Regions from separate parts of the Sus scrofa genome. Here regions 2 and 3 are each linked to region 1. A link is a contact called in public Hi-C and HiChIP or PLAC-seq data. All regions are on one chromosome and are shown on one strand. Each heading gives the region's core, a stretch centred on a gene start, on an enhancer-like site or on the middle of the called end of the contact. The rest is flanking DNA. Distances are from core to core; before and after follow the strand shown.

Region 1 (4,647 bases), core at 1,384-3,883:
TCACCCAAAATGACCTCCCTCTGGTCCCAAGATCCGTACAGAATCCTAATGCAAACTACCGACAGAAAAACACAATCATGGCTTTACCTACCCCTCCTCCGAGAATCTGGAGAAAAGTTTCTCTCCAGAAAAAAACAAACAAAACAAAACAAAACAACCCTACATTTCTAAATTCAATCAACCGGGGAACTTGGCAGCAACCCCAGGCTAATTGCAGAGCTCCGAAACAACCCTCTGTGCGATGCCTGTCAACTTCACTGGGCAAAGGCACTCGACAATCACTGACTCTCCTGCTAGGTCGGGCCCCAACCAGGGAGGCTAAGCGCAGGGTGAGCTTCATACCAACCTGTCGGTGATAGTAGACTGTGTGCCACTCATTGGGGCCCTTGGCGAGAGGTCCTCCTTTTATCCAACTTGCATTTTACAGTAACACCTCCACCCCACCCCCGGCGCTCTGGGATCAGGCCCGACTCCGTAAGGGACACAAGAGTCCAACTCAAAACTCCATTCAGGCATCTAGAACGTCCGACTGGAAGGGGTCAAGGAAAGGGGATGGAGATGGGAGCGAGGCAAGTTATCTCCCAAAATAAACCGATCAAGTCCGCCAGAAGGCGAGTCCTAGAGCTAGAGAGCGATCCTCGGGAAGTCACAGGAGAAAACTTCGTCACGGAGAGAAGTCGGCGAGCCTTGGGGAAGGGGGCCCGGGAGTCACTCCCGGGCCGGGGCAGGAGCGGCTCGGGGCTGGGTGTCGGTTCCTCCTCCGCGGTCTCGGGGGCTTGCAAGTCCCCGCCTCCAGGCCCGGCCCGCTGGGCTCCGCTCTCTATCTGGGGCTGCCGGCCGCTCGTGGCCACAGTCTCGGCCGCGTCTCGGGCCGCCCCGCGCCAGGCGCGCGCGGCTCCATGGCCCCGGGCCGGGGAACCCCTCTCGTCCTCGTCGCCGCCCCCACCAGGCTCCGGGCCCCGGGACGAGTGCGGGAGCCGGGGGAGGGGATCCCGCAGCCGGAGGTGACAGGAACCTGATTTCTCAGCGCCGCGGGCTGCTACCCATCCCTCGGAGGCCCCGACTCTTCCGCGGTCAGCACAGGCGGCGGCAGCAGCGGCTCCTCCCCGACGCGCCGGTAGGCGGCGGTTCCCGCGAGGGGCGGAGGTTCCCGTCCGGCCCGGCCTGGAAGTACCGGCTCCGGAGGCCGGCGGCGGCGACGGCGGCGACTCGGAGCGCAGAGCCGGCTCGCCGGGTTGTGGGGCCCTCACGGGGGCGCGCGCGGCGGGTGGAGGAGGCCGCCGATGGTGGGGGGCCGCCCGACAGCCGCGGGCGCGCGCACGGGTTCCGGTTCCGGTTCTGTCTTCCCGGCCCCGGCAGCGTCCAGCGCGAGCGAGCTCACTCTTCCCCTCCCCCGCCGACTTTTTTGGCCTCCTCCCCTCTGACTTCGGGAAGCCGCCTCACCCGGGATCCCTCCGCGGTGCGCGGGGCCGCCCGCGCCGCCCCCGCTTGCCGACCGCGGTTGCGCGTCAACCCGCGCGGACGCCTCCGCCAGCGTCTTGTTGGGGGGAACGAAAAAGTAGTTCGGCGGAGCGGAGGGAGGTGGGGACGGTCTGGTCCCGGGACTCCCACTCGCCAACCCACTGCCGTCCCCAGGAACGCGCGAGTGCCGGATATCTGTACTTCGTAGTCTAGTTTTCGCCAGGGACCGCCAAAGAGCACGTCCCTAATCCAGAGGAATTGAGAAGAAGCTCTTTAGAAATTACCCACCCTCTCGTCCTGGAAACTTGTAGTCTTTAAAGGGAGCATACTTGTTCTTTTTTTCGGAGAACCCTATAGACTGCTTTGGGCCGATGGAAGCGAACTCGTGTCCGGATGCACGGACACCGTTCCATCGTTTGTGAAACAAACCCCAGCACAGAGAAGTTTTGGCCTTGGGCGCTCACCTGGGGCACCTGCTGGCCTCCTCCCAGGATAGGGACCGCCGCGCACAAGTCTTGGCTGCCCACGGAGGGTTGGAGGACGAAAGTGTATGGGACTGGAGAGACGACAGAGTTTGGGAACTGGAGCCAGGATTTCTTCGTATAGTGTTGCTTTTAGGCTGCTGCTCCTGCCTTGGCAAAATGAAATGTTATTATTTGCCAAATTGAGCAAGCATGGTGCTTTCCACAGCGACTTAACAAGCTTGTTGTGGAAAGAAATGGGAGCAAAAAACAAAGTATATTTATCCAGTAAATAGCTTTACAGTTCTCTTTGAAGAGTTCCCAAATATTTTTATTTTTTTCCCCAGCTGGGTAGATAAACTTAGATATCCATCTACTTTATGATTGCATAATTTGGGATTGTAGCAATTCAAGTACCATGTACAATATATTTCTTCAATTCGGCCTGTAAACATTTGAAGTGGCTGTCTCTTTATCCATCTGTTTTCAGCTTTGAGTTCAAAGCTGTATTGTTGCGTCAAGGTCTTCAACCTTTTTTGTGGAAATCAAGTGCCAAAGCACATCTAATAAACAGTGGATGTGGAGAGGGGAAAGAATTACCTCTTAAAAACGCTGTTGCTAAAAGTCAATCCAAAAGAGTGCATGAAAGGATCATTATCCCTGAATAGATGCATGAGCTAAGGCTGACGTTAGAACCGGGTTAAAAAAAAAAAAAAGGAAAAGAAAACGATAAACAGAGGCCAAAGATGACTCTTTACTGTTTTGTTTTTAAGTTCAGGGCACAGCCAGCTAATTTTGTAATGTTTATTTTGGGAAAGAATAGAAGCAGATTAGGGTCCCAAGCCACTTTCCTAATGATCAGACCAGGACACATTGCCACCTGCTGGTGTACCCTAACATGATAATTCTATTCTGAAAACTCTTAATTAAATTGCTTATTTTCTATATGTAATTGGAAAGGGCTCCATCAGTCTATATACAATGACCAAAATGCAAACCTTTCCCCCAAACTTTTATCTTTTTTAGACATTCTAAAAAAAGGTTTTTTTGCCCTACTCTAATCATTTTACAGTGTGGGTGTCAAATTAATTGGACCCAATGACTCATCAAATCATGCATTTTAAAAATGAGCTCCCTCTTCCCTTCAAGAATGCCTCACTACACGAGCTTCAGGGATAAAAACAAACTGGGAAAGTTTCCTAATTCACCTTCTCTTCCTTGCATACAAAACCTCTTGGCAGGCTGCTTTCATAATCTTTCCAAACTTAAACAGACCCAAAGTTCTAGCTGTGAGCAAGGAGGGCATTTGCTGTGGGAAAGCTTCAGAAGATGGTAAGCAAAGGATTTAATTAAGCCAGTGGTTATTCATTCCAGAGCTATTTTTTGTAGTGATGAAAATCTATATTCTCGGACAAAGCTCTAAGAGTAAAAATATGTCCAAACGCTTCTTTACAGCTGTTGGTAGCTCTGGACTGTTCTGAAGTCCCTGCATCAGAATACCTTCAGAAGAGTCATGACAATTTAGGCAGAATGCACTCCAAAGGAACATTAGTCCTTTACCTAGAAAAATGACTGGTGACACTATCTCCTGCGCATGCTCTTTGAGGAGGTTTTCCAAAGGGGTTCATTCCAAACCAAATCCTCATATCCTCATCCATGCTTTCAACCTGCCTGCTCAATTCCTACTACATGTCTAACACCATTTCAGGTATGGGAGCACAGTCTGAAGAAGGCCAAATACCCTGTCTTCATGAACCCAACTGGACATCATCATGTTCAAGGCAGCTGCTCAAACAGGTGGGCAAAATAAAAAAGAAATTAAGTCCCCACCCCCACCATTCTTTGGCAAAGTATTTTCTGAATGTGGATGGTTGCCTCAAAAAGTGAACAGTGTTAGGAATGGTGGATGATAAGAGCAGCAAAAAGGTATTTCACCGATAAGTATAAATATGGGTCAACATTTCTGTAGGCCAAACACCTTTTTTTTTTTCTTTTTTAACTCCCTGGCAGAAATACAACCACAACGATATAAAGCCAGACTCCGGGTTGATAAAAAGTTGTTTATTTTTATAAAATTTAGTACAAATCTTATTGAAATATAAATTCTTTTTGAGCAGTATTATTATTACATAGTAATCTAAATGCAAATAAGTCCTTCATTTGTGCGACCATACCACATGTTGATTAACTCTTCATTTACCTGCCATGTAAAAATGCTGCATTTTAACTGCCAAGTCACCTTCATGTCACATTTTTCTCTCAGCGAGGCTCCTTCAGAGTTATCAGCTACAGGATCAGGACAAGCTGGAATAAGGGGTGCTCCTTCTCCCCAAAAGAGCAAGATCTGCAATCCCTTCACTTCTGAGGCATAAGGAGAAAAGAGCTGGTACCAGATTAAGTCTATTCATTTGCGTGGTATGGGACAGATTTTGCACTGTTCCAAAACTCAAGAGCTAGCTTTTTCTTTTTCTTTTTTTTGCACCAAGCCACTTTTTTTTTTTTCTTTTTTTAAACTAAGCTTTTGCTAAAATCAGCATTGCCCAGCATTCTCCTTTGACCACAGTTTTGTTGGAAAGAAGCTAACCAGTATTTCAGGGATACTGATCATAGGGGAAAAAAAAAAAAAGAAAAAAGAGATGGAGATGTTATTGCCAGATTATGCTCATGTCCAGCAAATCTCCTTAACCAAATGACAGTCATTTTAAAAGACCTATAGTTAGCATGT
Region 2 (4,647 bases), core at 655-3,154, 170 kb before region 1:
TGTAATGTGTGCATATTAGATTAACTCTCCAAAGGGTCGCGACCTTGAGAAACACATCCAGCCAGTGAGGAAAATAATAAACCTGATTAATGATGAGGCATGAGCTGCAGCTTCAGCAAATACGATGGGCCTGATGATGCCCAGTGGAGTTCCCAGGGCTTCCTGGGAGGAGGGGTTTAAGGACTGGCGCTCAGCTGACCTCTCCAGGTCCCTCCCCCCCATTACACACATGGACAGGGAAGCAAGGAAGCAGGACCAGCTTCCTCCCTCAGGTGCCCACTACCAACCCAGAGAGCCTCCATCCAGAGGATATCACGTCCACCCTTAGCAGGTGCTCCTGGAAGCGTCATTGTCACCCAGCTGATCCATAGGGAGCTTAGGTGAAGGTAGTTCTCTTTGTTCCTGGCAGGGCTCAAGGCTCACACCCAGTCCTTGGGACCTCTTGGTCTGGTCTTGCCTGGTGCCCACTGCCTGGCACCGGCGCCCAGCAAGCCCAGAGGGCCCCTCTTCTTCCCAGACAACCCAGGCCCTTGGGAGACATGCCCAGAAGAGCCACTGGAGGGAGGCAGGGAGGTGGCACCTCGTGGCATCACCAGACAACAGCACCAGGAGGAAGATGGCAGCATAAAGTAGAGATGCCAAGAGCTGTGCAGCCGAAGGTCCGGCGGAGGAAAAGCTCGGCCGCATTGCCCCGCCACTGCCAGGCGCGCGGGCCAGAGGGCCCAGGGCCTCCCCCATCGCGGCCTCCTCCACCCCAAAGGTCTTCGCCAACTCTCCCCCGGCCCCAGCTCCTCCCCTCTCACTTTCTTCAGCTCAAGGAGGCCAGCGAAAGAGGCACAGGTGCTCTCGGCGCCTTGAAACCCCTGTCCCAGCTGTCGCAAGCTGGCCCTCCACCCCGGCCAGGTCGGAGCGGCTCCCGGCTCGCTGGGCCGGTCCTCACTGGAGAGAATCTCAGTCAGCTCCCCTCCCCCCGCTGCTCCCCAGCCCCCTCCCCCATCACACGCCCAAATGCAGGTCTCTGGAGTTTCTCCCTCACTTCCCACTCGGGTGAACTAGGGTGGGATGGGTGGCAGCCTCATTCGTCCATTTCTGATAGGACGCTGTTCCCCCAAAGCGAGACGACGTGTAGGGTGGGGGGTGTGGTGGTGGCCCGAGTCCAGGGCAGGGGCCAGGGGCAGTCGAGGCAGATGGCAGCGAGGAAAGGGGGAGGGGGCTCCGTGGGCTCCGGGGCTGAGCTGGGATGGAGCACTGTAGCCGGGGACCGCGGCGACGGGAGAAGCGGAGGGTGACGAGGTGTGGAGGGAGAAGCGCCAGGGTGGGGAAGGGGCCGTCAGCCCTGCAGGGGGCAGAGGCAGGGCTGGGAGTTTACGGGGGCTGGGGGAGGACCAGAGCGGGAGGACGCGAGCCCGGGAAAGGGATGCGGAGGGAGGGAGATGGGGATGGAGACTGGAGGAACTACCGGCGCAGAGCGATGGGGGTTCGGGGCCCGATCGAGAGACGCAGGGACCGGAGTGCAGGGGACGGGCTGGCTGAAGGCGGGAGAGAGGAGGAAGGGCGCAGGGGAGGGGGTGGGGGCGGGGGCGGAGGAAGGGTGCGGGGCCGCGGCCCCGGAGGGAAGAAGAGGCAGGAACGTCAGAAGTAGGGGATCCGGGCGCGGGAGGGGACGTGCGCCGGGCGCCGCGCGGATGGGACGCGAGGGGTGCGGGGGCAGCGCTGGTGCGGGCCGGGGGCGCCGCGGCGGGCCCTGCCCTTACCTGGGCGGCTCCGCACTCCGGGGGCTGAGCTGGGGCCGGGCGTTGTTCCGCCGGCCGCCGGGCTGTTGTTTTCCTTTTTTTTCCTCTTCCGCAGCAGCCGCGGCGGCTCCAGCGCGATCCGCCGGCAGCTGAAGGCAGAGTCTGTGTCCGGCGGCGAGCGAGCGGCGAGCGGGCAGCGCGGGAGGAGCGCGGCCGAGGCGCGGAGCGCCGCCCGGCGGGCAGCGCGGGAACTGCAGCGGCCCGCGCACGCCGACTGGGGGGGCGCCCCTTCGGGGCCCGAGCGCCGGGCGGCCCGCACGCCCTCGCCTCCCGCTTGCCTCCTCGCCTGGTGCACCCCGGGGCCTAGGCGTGGGAGGAGCGCAGCGGCCGCGGGGCCGAGCGGCTGGGGGCAAACTTGCCGCCGCCCCGGGGGGCCGAGGCCGAGCGGGAGGCGCGAGGCTGGGGCTGCGGTGCGGGGCAGGAGCGCGAGGGGCGCGCGCGGCCGAGAAGCTTGAGGACGAGGTGCGGGCGCTCTGGTGGATCGTCCTCCGGGGGACCCAGGCGCAGCCCGCACCCTGCACCGCCCTGCGCAAAGGGGCGCCCACCCCGGCCCCGAGGAGTTCGAGCCCGGCCCGCTTCGGCGGGCAAAGGGCGCCTCCTGGTGGGACCTTGGGGAACAGCGCGAGGGACGAGCGTACCGGGTACTGGAGACTGCGGCCTTAGTGGTGGCGAGGATGGAGAGCGAGCCAGAGGTCTCAGGGAGAGAAAAGACCAAATTGTTCCAGGAGACACTAGAGAGAGACAACTTGCATTTAGTGGTTCCAGGGCACTATTTTATCAATACGAACATCTTTGGAGGAGCTGTCATTCTCATGTCACAGGTGAGGACCCCGAGGCTGGGAGAGGGGTAGGGTTCAGCCAGGAGTCCAAGCTCCAGGTGGACGAGGTCATGGCCCATTTTAACTGCATCACAATTGCCCTAATGAGGAGCCGAGGAATGCGGGGGGAGGGGGGGAGGCTCCTGAGGAAGGAGATCTCGGGACTCGTGACCTCCTTAGCCATGATCCTGCCTTTCCCACCCAGGTGGTCTCTGTCTTGGGCAAACGATACACTGATCACAGGGCCCTCCCATCTTCAACAGGCTCGGCTCCACTCGCACCTGCCCACCCACAACCTAATCAAATTCTCAGTAAAGAGTTCATTCTCAGACATGTTCGGTTGGGCCTTGGGCATGAAAGGATGTTACCTGGACTAGAGAATATTCCATGACACCGCGTTCCCCAGAAAGGGCTAACCACCCTGCTCTCCCCACTCCTCTGCCACGCAGACTGTCGGGAGGAATGTGGGTCACAGGAGTCCTGGTTTCCCATCCCCAGCTTCACACCCTGGGCTGGCTGAGTACTGGCTAGAGCAAGCCTCCCGTAATACCTACTGTGTGCCAAAACCACGAGCACTTACACAAGCATGATTTCCAACAACCTTCACATTGACTTTGCAAGGTAGGTGTGAAGGTGACACCCCCTTCCACAGATGAGGGAGCCTGCTAAAGTGTAAGGAGCCCCATAAGCCAGCCACAGGCTGGGACAAAGAGGCTGCACAGAACTATTCCTCATTCCAGCTCTAGTCCCTCCCATGGGACCTCATTGGGAAAGTGGCAAACAGCAGCATGGGCCAGGCAGACAGCACACAGGAGAAGTGAGGGGCACCCCTGGGAAGCGACTTCCCATCCCTCTGCTTACTGTCCACGTCTCTAACCATGAGGGACACAGACTGAATAATCTCTAATGTTACTTCAAACTCTGAAATGCTGAGCCTGGATCCTGGACCTGTTTTGCTGGAAGGATGCAAGATCAGCAAGACCATAGAGGCTGAAGTGTTTGAGAAGAAAAATTCCATCTCTGCACAATGCTTCATTTTCTTCCTTGGCCTGGTGACCTCCTCCTATTAAGCAGGGGACGTGAAAAGGAGCTCTGGGCTTGGTCAGAGGGATGCTGATAGGTGTGGAGGTAGCCTCAGCTGTGGCCTAGTGAGGACCCCGTTAGGAAAGTAGTGATTTTCCCTTCCTTCAAGCTTCGGCCCCTGGAAGCAAGCCCCCTCACCCCTGCAAGCCATCCAATGGCAGGCAGCAATGCCAGAGTGGCTGGCCTTCAGCCCCACCCTGGTTGTGCCTCACCCACCTTCCTGTCTCTTCTGCTGCTAATCGTGGAGTTCTGTACCCACTGCTTGCTGTCCATTTTCTTTACTCCTGAAAATCAGTGTCATTTGTCAATCAAAATTTAATTCCAGGCAAGCTGAATTCCCAAGTTCAACTGGGGGTAGGGGTGAGGTGGGGAAGGTCCGTCCAGCTAATGCTCAGATTCCATAGCAGGGCTTTGTGGGAGGGGAATGTTGGCCCAGCTAATTATCTCTGAGGCTGCAGCCCTGAATGGACTAGCAGAAGTGTTGGAAGTAGGGCTCCCTCCCCCAGAGCCCCTCATCTGAAGCACTCCCCGCAACCAGTGGTTGTGCTGTGCTAGAAAGACAGGGTTCCATGTGCTAGGGCATTATGGGTAAATCTTGGGAATTTGAGCCGTAGGGTGAATGGAACCCACAGGAAGGAGTTTGTTCTGGATTTATACTAGCTTCTTTCTTCTCTGTACTTGTTTCCAGTATAACCACGAAGAATATTTGATCTTAAATTTACCAGCCTATCTTTTCCAAAGATCCCTTTGAAGGTTTATCATGAACTCATTGCATAAGTGGGGCCAACTCAGGCACACAGTGACTGGGTGATTTGCCCTCACATGCCATCCTTGTGTCCCCATCTCTTAGAAACTGTGGCAACAGTTTTCTAACTGATCTCCATGCCCTTAGACTAGTTCCCTCCAACACATCCACAAATGGCTACTATTTAAGCTGCCTTTGCTTAAGACCC
Region 3 (4,647 bases), core at 744-3,243, 140 kb before region 1:
GAAAAAAAAGGACTTCTCTTCTCTACGATCACATTAGCTCCCCACACTCCTTCAAAAACAAATTAACAAAAAAACTTTTTTAGAGGGAATCATCTTAATAGTTGCTTTAAATAAAAGAAAGCCAAGAAACTTATAAAATATGCCACCTGCACAGCATAATATAGTAAAAGTTTAGGCCCTAGATAAAGCCAAGATAACTCAAGTAGTCCAAGTTAGCTCATTTTTTTTTTCCCTTGTTCAACTGCCCCTGTGGCACATGGAAATTCCCGGTCCAGGGATCAAATCTGAGCCAGAGCTGTGACTTGCACCACTGTTGCAGCAGTGCTGGATCCTTAACCCACTTTGCCTGGCCGGGGATCAAACCTCTACAGAGACAAGCTGGATCTTTAACCCACTGTGCCCCAGCAGGAACTCCCAAGTTAGCTGATTTTAAAGTATGTAAAATATATGGCTTCTAGGGCAGTCATCATGATTTTAAATTACAGCACTTTGGGGGTTTGTTGATTTGCCTTGATTAACTCTGTTGTCTGAAAATGACGGAGACGCTCCAAACGAAATTTGCCACTTGATGGCAAAGGAGCCATTAGTCCCACAGGAGAGAGCATGGGGTCACAGCAGGTCACCAAAACCCAGTGCTCCTGCTCTTCCTGCTCTGCCAAGGCTGCTCTGCCCACTGCCCTTGGATCTTTTTATATGGAAGTAGATTCCAACTTCTGGTCAAGGAACTTTGAGAAAATTGCTTTGATGGCAACCAGTCTTACTCAAAGACAGGGTGAACATCTAATTCCATCATCCTGAATGGCAGATATAGTAATCAAAGTAAAACGGGTGTGATGAGAATGGCCTAACAAAACGGAGAGTGTGGGAGGCTAGGCTGGGAAGGAGGAGGGAAGAAGTTAGGCTGGTAAGATAAAACGAACCCTCAAAATCATGGAATCGTCTCAGAAGTAAGACTTCATTTGAAAATCTAGATACAGATTTATTTGGAAGTACTAGAGCTATGGTCAATATATGTTTCCAGTTATCCCTGTTTTTGTTCCAAGGAAGGGTTAAACTTCAAGAAAAGCAAAGCAAAGAGTTGCTAAGGACAAGAGCCTGGCTGAGCTAGAAGAGAAACCCAAACCCTGCGAACCTACAAAGCTTCTTAAATGAATGAGTGTTAAGAGAATTACGCAACTACCTTGTACTGTCTGAGGCTAGGATGAAAGTTCTATTTGTATTTACCTTTCTCCTGATTAATTACCCACTGATGGTATTAGTGTCTAGGAACTACAGGTGTAACCCTTTTCCTTGGAAGTGACTACATTATTTCCAGCAGCACAATGTAACCATTTGGTTTCTACTTGCTTCTCATAAGAGATACAGAAAGTTCAAGTTCCAAGCTTAATTTATATATTAGCTTCTGCTTCTAAAATTTTAATCCCATTTTGATTTAATTTATCCTTGGGCTACAACTCAAAATAAAATTCTAATTTATAGATGAGGTCCAACGATCCAAGTTGGTCTATTTAAAAACATAGATCAGTTTTGGAAAAACAGAAACAGGAATCTGGACATAGACGAACTTGTTGAGCTTGTTAAGTTGTAGTGGTGCTTATAAAAGTAGTTGAGAACCCTGTGATGAGGGGGGAAATGTATATGTATATATATATTTGGGTGGAGGGGGGAATGGTAGGGAAGAGTAAAATTATATCCTAACTACCCACAGAGTTCAGAGGACACTACTGAAAGGTATGAGCAGTGGATGAACTCCTTGCATATTAACAGAATTTTAATATTTGACAAATGATTTCATTTTAATTGGCAAAAATATTTGAAAACATATACCTGATGCACGAAGAAAACCACAGAAAAGCCAATAGAACTGAAGGAGTTCTCAAGTTACAGTTCTGAAACATTTCTCCTCTGGAGGGTGCTGCCACTACTATTCATTCTAGAGCAGGCAGTTGCCAACGCCTTGCCTGCAGTATCCAGTGTATGTTCTGGTCTGCAATTTTTAAGGTCAGTCATGCACCAGTGTGGAAAAAGTTCCAGCAGTGAAGTCAGAGGAAGTGCTTCCAGAGCTGGTTTGAGCAGCTTGCCTCTCCACCACATCTTTCTCCACTCCACTCTTGGCTCTCTGTTTAAGTCAAAGAGCCCTTTGGCACCATCAGTGCAAAAATTAAGAGTCAAACCTTCAGGTACTAAAATTTTACTGGCCTTATAATCAGCAGTACCCGTGGCTAATGAAAGCCATTGTTCAACTCAGTAGTGATTCAGTTACCTACCTTCCCAAACTCTTGCCCGCTCCCATCCCACCCTTCCTCGGCCACCACCACCACCATCTGAAGCATCTGTTTGTTTGTTTTTACTTCCTGCTCAATGCGCAGGGAAAATTTACACAAGTGCCAAAGTCTAAGGTATAATTATAAAAATGAGACAATACCAAGAATAACCAATTTATAGTCAAGAAAATAAAATTTGCTTTCCTCTCCCTCCCAAATCCCAACCCTCACCAGAAAAGGAGACAATGGAAAAAAACATACCCATTTTCAAGTGACTGCTATTGAGTACATTGAGGAGTCCTGTAATTGGGAGTGGGTCCCAGCTACAGAGAAAAGGTGCTTGCCTCGGGTGGGAGGAAGCGCTGCCTGGGAGCACAGAGCTCAAGGCCTCTGCACTTAGGAGCCAAGCAGACTACACTTTTGAGGTGACCCTCGGAGAAGCAGCCTACTGGACAGCAGAGGGCATGGGATACAGTACAGCGAAGGCCAGACATTCCTCCTTCCCCGCTTACCCCCTCCTCCTCGTCACCTCTCTACCCCACCTCCAATACCCTACCCTGAACTCTCTGCTTCAGGAGCAATCGATCCTTGGGTGTACTAAATACAAAGGGCGAAAACTCTCACTACTCAACTAAAACAAAACATGGCAAAATAAAAATTAAAATGTGCTTTCAAATACGGAATGAAGTCAAATAAATACATCTGATTTTCTCTTTTTCTTAAGTCTAAGTAAAATTTCATATTCTACACCCAAAGCTCTATACATTTGGTTTTTGTTCTGAATCAAAATGAATTTCCGAGAGTGAGGAGAGCAGAGTGAGAGAACGAGAACGAACGTCCCCTCACTGACAGGCGAGAGCAGCTGCCAGACTGTGAAGAACCAGTCCTGCTTGGGCACCCTGGGCATGGCAACCTCAGGGCCACACTCTCTGTGTCCACACTGGAGCCAGGACGTGGTGATACAAGGCCGATGCTCAAATCCAACAACTTTCAGTCACCTCCAGGACACACAGCTCTAACTTTTATCTGGGAAGAAGCAAAGACATGTAGAGATCAAATTAGGATGAATGAACAAATTAAAATTAACACCTAGACAACACATTTGAAATCTGTGGGCATGGATACATCTGTTTCTGGATCAGAATCGCCTCATCTGAAAGCAGGTAAAGCAAAGGAGTACAAATTGCTGCACTGAACACAGATCCCTCTGCAGTCACAGGGAGACACGCTCTCAACATCAGAAGAGACGTAAAGGTACAGCAGGACCTGAGGGGGACCTGCCTCCACCACTAGGGAGCCTCAATTTACTGGCTCACCCTGTTCTGCCTTTTGTAAAGGGTGAAGAAAGACAGAAAGGGGGTGGCGTGGGGACAGACAAGTGCAGCTCCTCTTGGAAAGGAACAGCCGAGTCAGCAGACAGCAGCCTCTGCTTGATCCACGATGTTTGGAAACAAGCACTTTTTTAAGACAGAGAAGTTGAATCGCAGGAGCTTTCCACTTCAAAGAATAGTAAATCATTTCATTTGGTGTACTGTTCATGCAGGATGATTCTTGAGTCTGAAATCCACAGTTTTCACACACCTGAGTGCTTGTCTGTGAGGGCTGATCCAGCCAGCCTTTGGCAAAGAAGGGTGTAACTTTCCTCCACCTTCTGTAAAATAAAACCAATAGGTTTTTCATTTGAACATGATAAAAAATGTATTTTGAAAATAGGAAAGAAGGCTTTTTATACTACAGGGACACGCTTCTAGATTTCCACGTTAACATCACTAAAATGTTTGTTAGGAGAGAAACATAGATTTCATTCCTTTTACTGTTTCTTTCTTGAGTAAATAACTTAAAATGTTCTCATAGAGAAGAAAGTAGAGGAGAAGGCAATCAGGAGAGGTGATTCTCCCACTCCTTGGAGTCACCCTGAAAATGGTCCCAGAGGTGGCATGAACTAAATTAGAGCCAACCCACCCCCCCAATGGCCTTTTAGATCTCTCAGCAGCCACGGGACGGCCCCATGTATAATCATATGAAGAAGGGAACACTCACCACAGGAAGTTAAAATAAAAACTAAGGGAGACCAATCTTTAGCTAAGAGGCTAAGAACACTTTTTAACTCTGTCCCTAAAGCCTCTACTAAATGATGTCATGACAAAACATTTGGACTGTAGCAGCTGTGCCTCCTGATGGCAAACTTATAAAGTCCTTTTGTGGGAAATTACCACACAAGTCAGTTTTGCAATCATGGCTTATACAGTGACATCTTCAATTACCAATTTATAAAACTCCCATTCATATGCAGGTTTTTAGATTATAGGAGCCACCAGAGCCAATTTCTATCTGCCACAGCATCTGGGAAACTACCAACATCACCTAACAATTCATAGATAAT

Evidence for each region. Hi-C and Micro-C count contacts between places; a contact is called where the count stands out from the background. HiChIP or PLAC-seq counts read pairs in DNA pulled down with a chosen protein or histone mark.
Region 2: a Hi-C map of liver shows a contact between it and region 1, with 4 times the contacts expected there. The contact joins the promoter of GRIK4 here to the promoter of ARHGEF12 in region 1. A contact is called at or near these places in 2 of 5 promoter capture datasets (fetal liver and liver), 6 of 47 Hi-C or Micro-C datasets (heart right ventricle, liver and skeletal muscle) and 1 of 2 datasets of contacts at active chromatin or transcription factors (skeletal muscle).
Region 3: a contact with region 1 is called in an H3K27ac HiChIP or PLAC-seq map of skeletal muscle, with 3 times the contacts expected there. The contact joins the enhancer-like site here to the promoter of ARHGEF12 in region 1. A contact is called at or near these places in 2 of 5 promoter capture datasets (fetal liver and liver), 5 of 47 Hi-C or Micro-C datasets (embryonic fibroblasts, liver, skeletal muscle and 1 more) and 1 of 2 datasets of contacts at active chromatin or transcription factors (skeletal muscle).

What each region holds. Positions count from the first base shown.
Region 1 is chr9:47,472,552-47,477,198 of Sscrofa11.1, reverse strand. ARHGEF12 (rho guanine nucleotide exchange factor 12) reads right to left here and starts at 2,633. Exons shown (of 40, transcript XM_021062986.1): 1 at 1,926-2,633. TMEM136 (transmembrane protein 136) reads right to left here. Exons shown (of 3, transcript XM_021062988.1): 3 at 4,380-4,647.
Region 2 is chr9:47,637,244-47,641,890 of Sscrofa11.1, reverse strand. It overlaps GRIK4 (glutamate receptor ionotropic, kainate 4), which reads right to left and starts at 1,904. Exons shown (of 19, transcript XM_021062992.1): 1 at 1,755-1,904.
Region 3 is chr9:47,615,472-47,620,118 of Sscrofa11.1, reverse strand. ARHGEF12 (rho guanine nucleotide exchange factor 12) reads right to left here. Exons shown (of 40, transcript XM_021062986.1): 39 at 3,846-3,915; 40 at 1-3,290. The coding sequence ends at 3,280. Among named protein-coding and RNA genes, the nearest start is that of GRIK4, 22 kb to the left of the region's middle. Within about 2 kb of position 1,993, at least 1 of the 83 cell types and tissues checked has an H3K27ac peak or open chromatin away from gene starts, as enhancers often do. A contact at or near this core is called in skeletal muscle, where this site is marked.